Regions from separate parts of the Zea mays genome. Here region 1 is linked to region 2. A link is a contact called in public Hi-C data. All regions are on one chromosome and are shown on one strand. The core of a region is the stretch at or near the end of the contact, and the rest is flanking DNA. Distances in the headings are between cores, read along the strand shown.

Evidence for each region. Hi-C and Micro-C count contacts between places; a contact is called where the count stands out from the background.
Region 1: a Hi-C map of tassel shows a contact between it and region 2, with 5 times the contacts expected there. The contact joins the promoter of LOC100501413 here to the promoter of LOC100272591 in region 2. A contact is called at or near these places in 5 of 25 Hi-C or Micro-C datasets (ear, endosperm, leaf and 1 more).

Annotation. Positions count from the first base shown.
Region 1 is chr3:114,823,968-114,827,210 of Zm-B73-REFERENCE-NAM-5.0, reverse strand. It overlaps LOC100501413 (Cyclin-D5-1), which reads left to right and starts at 1,780. Exons shown (of 5, transcript NM_001196135.1): 1 at 1,780-2,271; 2 at 2,353-2,439; 3 at 2,530-2,833; 4 at 2,959-3,095; 5 at 3,241-3,243. The coding sequence starts at 1,963.
Region 2 is chr3:114,685,820-114,689,108 of Zm-B73-REFERENCE-NAM-5.0, reverse strand. LOC100272591 (putative disease resistance protein) reads right to left here and starts at 1,529. Exons shown (of 4, transcript NM_001359661.1): 1 at 600-1,529. The coding sequence starts at 1,380.

The DNA.
Region 1 (3,243 bases), core at 531-3,030, 140 kb before region 2:
TGGTGTATAATAATTTGGTGCATGGTGTGCAACAGCAGGTTCTGCATATGTGTATCCGGTTTGTACGGTGGTACATCTGAACTGGTCGGTCGTGTTCGCCATTATTGGGGCGCCACGCAGTAGTCCTGGTACGGCCTCGGACTGTCCGGCATAGAAAGCCGGACGGTCCGCATAAGGGTCGGACGGTCCGGGTAGAAGCTCGGACGGTCCGGGTAGAAGCTCGGACGGTCCAACCGCGTCCAGGGTAGCCGATCTGCAAAGCAGGGACGGCGGCGGTCCTAGGGCAGCCCCGGACTGTCCGGCAGAGCAAGCCGGACGGTCCGCATATGGGCCGGACGGTCCGGGCAGAAGCTCGGATGGTCCGACTATGTTTAGGGGCGCCGATCTGCCAAGCAGGGACGGCGGTGGTGGTACTTGCCCTGGATATGAGTTCATCGGCATACCATATAATGGTTGGGGCTGTAAATCCCCATTTGTTGCCGATGTATTAGACATGGATATCCTATTACTAGTCTCATATGATGGAAAACTAGGAGCAACAGACTTCTCCAATGTACGTGTTAATTTTCTAATTGACTCTTCTAACCCTCCAATCTGTTGTTTCATTTGATTCTGCTGATGATCTACATACTGTTTAATAGATTGGATGTCGTCAGATGTACTTACATTGGGGACTTGAAGCGAAGATAGAAGAGATGCGACGTCGGTCTCTCCATGTTTGACAACTTTCTGGTGGCGATCCACTGTGTATTGTGATAAGAATTTCTCCTTCGCTTGACGCATGTAGTCATCGTATTGTTGTTGCTCATCGGCCGTCAGACTTTCAACAGCCGGCTTCAGGATATTGTCCGGGGAGATATCAGTGTGATCTTTAGAACCGGCCATTTGAGGGCCTGATTTTTAGTAGATCTAAACACCTTTCCCCAGCGGAGTCGCCAAAAGTATGTTGACACCTTTTTCGGGCGCCAAACACTCAACAAGAACCGGCGGCGGTGCTCTCTGCACAGGAGCGGACGGTCCGCGACCAGGGACCGGACGGTCCGCGACCTGGAACAGAGGCTGACGTTCCCTGCCTAACGGCCGGACGGTCCGTGCCCTAGGGCCGGACGGTCCGCGCGTGCGCAGGGGGCGGCGAAAGGTCGCCGACGGCGCCTGGATCTCGCTCCCGGGAGCTAGGGATCCCGTCGGGGAGGAGAGATCCTAGGAGTTGTCTAGGCTCGGCAGGCCGACCTAGACTCTTCTAATCGACGTAGAGTCGAAGAGAAGCGGAGGATTTGAGGATTGAGAAGCTAACCTAGAACTAGACTAGAACTATTCCTAATGCGTATGGGAAAAACGAGAAATAGACTTGATTTGTTCGATTGTTGGGGGGTTTAATCGGCCGTAGCCCTTCATCTATATAAAGGGGAGGTCTGGATCCGCTTCAAACTGATTTCCGAGTTAATCCCGAGGTTTTAGGTAACAAATCCCGCGAGAAACTAGAAACTATAACTGACTCTGCGCACGCGCGGACCGTCCGCGCTACCACCGCGGACTGTCTGGACCCGCGAGACACTTTTGGTCTCCAACAAAGCTAGTATAGATTAAAGCCAAACGAATACACTACGCTGCCACTAAATTAAAGCTGTTTGAACTGATGCCGTTGTAATCTATAAAAATAAAATATTGTAAAAATCTAAGCAAGTGGATTAAAGCAGCAGATAACATGAGCGGTTAAAATGCTGGAACCAGTTAAATAGGGGAGGACCGGAGGAGGCTTCGGTTGCCATCTCACTCTCGCCATCACGTCGGCCTCTTCCACGGCCGCCGCCGTCGTCGCCGCCGCCGCCACCTCGCCGCCGACCACCATACCATCAGATATTTCAGAGCTCGCGCCCCTCACGCATGGTTCTTGGCTTCTTGCTTCTTGCTCGACGTGCGCCGTAACTAATCGACTATAAGCGTGGTGACACGTCTGACGAGATGATGCCGGTGGCGGCGGTGGATGACTGGTCGGAGCGCGGTTTCTCGCTGACCTGCGAGGAAGACTGCGCCGACCTCGGCAACGGCGTCGTAGACGACGACGAGTTCCTCCCGCTCTACAATGCCGGCGAAGAGGAGGAAGAGGAGTATTTGGAGCAGCTGGTGTTTAAGGAGACCAGCCTCTGCTCCTCCTCCGACTCAGCCGCGGACTGCGACGGCGACGGCGAAGGAGACGAAGAATACCCCTCGCTCGCCTCTGAGGAGTGGTTTCGGCAAGCTCGCCTCGCCGCCGTCAAGTGGATTCTTGAAGTGAGTCACGATTAGCTTAGCTCTAGCTCCTTGACGGCATCAGGTTGGCGTGGCAACTGATTGCATCATTCGCTATTGCAGACCCGCGGGTGCTTCGGCTTCGGCCACCGGACGGCGTACCTCGCCATCGCCTACTTCGATAGCTTCCTCCTCCGGCGACGCGTCGATGTATTCTATCCGCGCCGCCTTTTTTTATAAAAAAAGCCTCTGCTTTTGGGGGCGCGCGAATCACGCCAGGCATTGCAATGGTAACTGCAGAGGGAGGCGATGCCGTGGGCGGCGCAGCTGCTGTCCGTGGCGTGCGTGTCCGTGGCCGCCAAGATGGAGGAGTGCCAGGTGCCGGCGCTGTCGGAGTTCCACGCCGGCGGCTACGATTTCGACTCGGCGTCCATCCGGCGGATGGAGCTGCTGGTGCTGTCCACGCTCGGATGGCGCATGGGCGCCGTCACGCCCTTGGACTTCCTCCCCTGCTTCTCCTCCCGGGTCCACCCGCACGGCGGCGCCGGCGCCGGCGGCCACGTCGCCCACAAGGCCATCGGTTTCATCTTTGCCACGGCTGAAGGTTCATACACATCAAAATCGAATCTTTTTTTTATTAATCTCTCTCTCTTGTCTGACACCTAGTGATCTGTCTTGCGTGCATTGCTCTGACTGTCTGGTCTGCTCGGTGTTGGACTATTCGTGCAGCTGGTAGCGTGCTTGATCACAGGCCGTCCACTGTGGCTGCAGCTGCAATCTTGGCTGCAACCTATGGACCTCTACTGACCAAAGAAGCACTCGATTCCAAGATGAGCTACCTTTCTCCATCTTGTCTTATTGAGAAGGTGAGTCACTTGCTTACATTTCCATCTTGTAGTACTTGTGTAGCATTTTGACCATATGAATGTTCAGTCCCGATGAACCTTGGATTAGGAAAACTTCACTATACCATTTTTTTATATAAATGAATGTGTCGGTTTCTTTGACCAGGAA
Region 2 (3,289 bases), core at 280-2,779:
CTGCTGAATTTAGCTATCTTAACTACTGCTAAACCAACGTCACCGATCCCAATTCCTTGCACTAGCAGAAGACAATAAATTGGCATAGCTCCAGATCTTCTTTTTCCCCCCCGAAGAAGCAGGTTACTTGGATAGTTGGATCTGAATTGGGTTCATTCTTTGTGAAATAGATTTAGTTAGTCTCATGTGCCGTTCATTAAACAGGTATCTATCTTGATTTAAGATTAAGCAGCCACTAGGCAACCATGAACACGATAAAGTTACTCAAGTCCAAGCAGAATTTCAGAGTAGATGTTGTGGTACACTTATAGTTGTGAGAATTCAGAAGTAATCTAACCCCATCACAATAGTACAGTTGCCACTAGCTGGTCAAAGCGCCAAATTTGACCAAGCATGAGGTTTGGGGAAAAGCGAAAGCATCAACCTCGCTTCACCTAATTGCACGACACGCACGTAAACCAACCATCCAAGATGCCACGGCCACGCCCCCAATCTGGAGAATTTTCCACCCAATAATTCATGGAAAGCTACAATTTTTGCACGATTTGGAAAAGGACTGAAGGAAAAGATGGTTATGATCTGGTTCTTGTTCTCCTTACCTCGGACCTTATGATCCCTGAAGATCTCCATGGCGAGCGTGGTCTTGCCGCTGCCGCCCATGCCGGAGATACCGACCACCTCCCAGCCGCCGCCGCCGCCGCTCATAACCATCTCCTTCACCTTTTCCTTGGCCACCTTAACGCCGGCGCCAACCATCCCCTCGTTTTCGTGTCCCTCGGTGAGGTCCATGTCCATGGCCACCACCCCGGCTTTGGCGGGCACCGCCTGCACAGGAACCGGCATCGGCATCGGCATAGCCATGCCCTTGTGAGTTGGCACCTCCATCGGCATGGTCACGCCCTTGTGCGGCGCGACGGGGACGGAGAGGGCTGGGGGCGGCGGCTGCGCGGCGCTGGCGGCGATCTCGTCAACGCGGCGCTCGAGGCGGGCGATGCGCGCGTGGGACTCGTCGCGGAGACCGCGCACGTTGCCGATGACGTGCGCGGGGGCGTGGCGCTCCAGCCAGCGCGCGATGCCGCGGTCGGCCGCCTCCATCCGGCGCGACAGCTGCGCGGAGCGGTAGACGTTCCAGCGCGGGGACGTGGCGGCGCGGCGGGCCAGGTCGAGCGCCTCCCTGACCCGCGCCGCGAGCTCGCCGAGGTCCCCCGCGGAGCGCTGGGCGTGCGGGCCGAGGCCCTGCACGAGCGGCAACAGCGGCTCGACGCTCCGGCGCAGGCGCTCGGCAGTGGAGCGGCAGAACAGGGTGCCCTGGACGGCGTGCAGCAGCTCCCGCAGGGCCTCGCCAGCCAGCTGGTCGAGCAGCAGCCGGTCCAACTCCATGGTCGCCGCAGCCGCAGCTAGTAGCTCGGACCGAGCTCCTCGTCGCCTTCCTCTATCTCTATCGCTCCTGCTGCTTGCGCGTGCTCGGCGGAGTTGTTCAGCTGGGTGAGTGAGCGGTCGCCATCGGCGTGGTGGAGGCAGCCGTCGCGTGTGGTCTCGCGAGGCGGGGAGTGGAAAGGAGACTAGTTATAGGGAGGCGGGAGAGTGGGAGACGGGGGGTTGGGGGTCAACCGCCGCGGTGATGGGTCGCCGGTCAGTGGTGCTCAGATCTGAGGGGCTCTCGGTTCACTGACACCGGTGGCCTGGCCCAACCCGCCGTGTCCACACCGCTAGTGGTCACCGAGATGATCACCCCATTCATCACCAGAAAGAAATCTCAGTTAACCAGTAGACCTGAGGTAGCTTGGTTTACTTTACTTAACAAAGGGCCTATACATGTCAAACGGCATTTATTAAATTGCATAGTACACTTTGGCTGTCATTCCTCTCTCGTCTCTCACATGCATGTTGAGTTTGTCAGAGATGTCAGATGTGGATCCGATCCGAGTCTTGTTTGCTTAATGACTCGTGGAGAGTACATTTGACACTTGACAGCCAAATAGAAAGTCTTCGTAGGGCAGGATATACATATAGCCGCTAGTACAAGGTGATATCTGTAGGATTACATTGCTAGTGGCCACCTTGTTAGTTAGGTTCTATTTGGAAATCCCTAAAGTTAATAGTTAGTCAACTAATAAATTATTAGCTGGGTTGAGTCAGCTAATGAACTAATTGTTAGTTAAAAGGTAGCTAACAATTAGCTACGTTATTAACTGAAGGTGTTTAGAATCCAACAACTAATTTTTAGTAGCTAACTATTGGCTCTAGATGTTTCGAACATGGCCTTAACCACCAAATATGGCCTTAGCCACCCAACCTTGCATCTTGCTCACCATTAGGTTGACCATCCATAATGAAAATTGCTACTGACACCAGCACTTGTAAGATTAAATCATCATAGTTTGTATACTTCGTATTTAAAAGGCAATGACATTCAAGTTTTGTGTAAGTCTATATAAAAATACATGTATCTATATTACCAAATAAATATTATTAGATTATCACTAACAGATTTTTGAAGTACTATATTTGACATAAAAATGTTCCTAGCCCACCCACCCTTGGGCAATGCCCACCCCGTCATCACCAACTCCTACACACGATATGTTTCATGTTGCTGAGCCACTCATTCATTGGGCCTGCACCTACCTCTTCTTCTAACCCTAGCCGACGAAGTCGACACTCCACCACGCCAACGTCACCTCTCCCATCAACATAATGGCAAGGTCGACATCTAACGCCACGTGTAGTGCCCTTACCAGCACCTCTTCCGAATCGGATCTCATGTTGTCGTTCAACATTCTTTTGTACGCTTCCATCATCATGAAGCCCTAGGTGCCAATCACCCTTGAGTTGAAGTGCCCTAGCTTTACTCGCTAGTCGGCCTTCTTCCCATCTTGTGCAGCAAATTTGACCTTCATCCACATGTTGATGGCACAACGACGACACATCTCGAGGACTCAGCTTAGGTTGTCGCCGACTCTTGCGTCTGCTACTGGCTCCTCATCTCTATCGCATGCGACATTCTCTGCGTCATCCTAGAGCCACCAAACAACCCCTTGCTCTGGACTGCCATCAAGTACCTCTACTTGACAAACAAGACTCCCTATGCAATCTTCCTTAGTCACAAGGTGCACTCCATGACTCAGGGTGACCTCCCCATCGATGAGTACTGCTAGAAAAAGGCTACCACTGATGCACCCAGTGATGTCGACCACACCGTCCTTGACTCACAACTTGTCATCAACATACTACGCGGCTATAACCTAGGGTTCTTTAGCATCACCAACAACATTGCCGACATTGATCT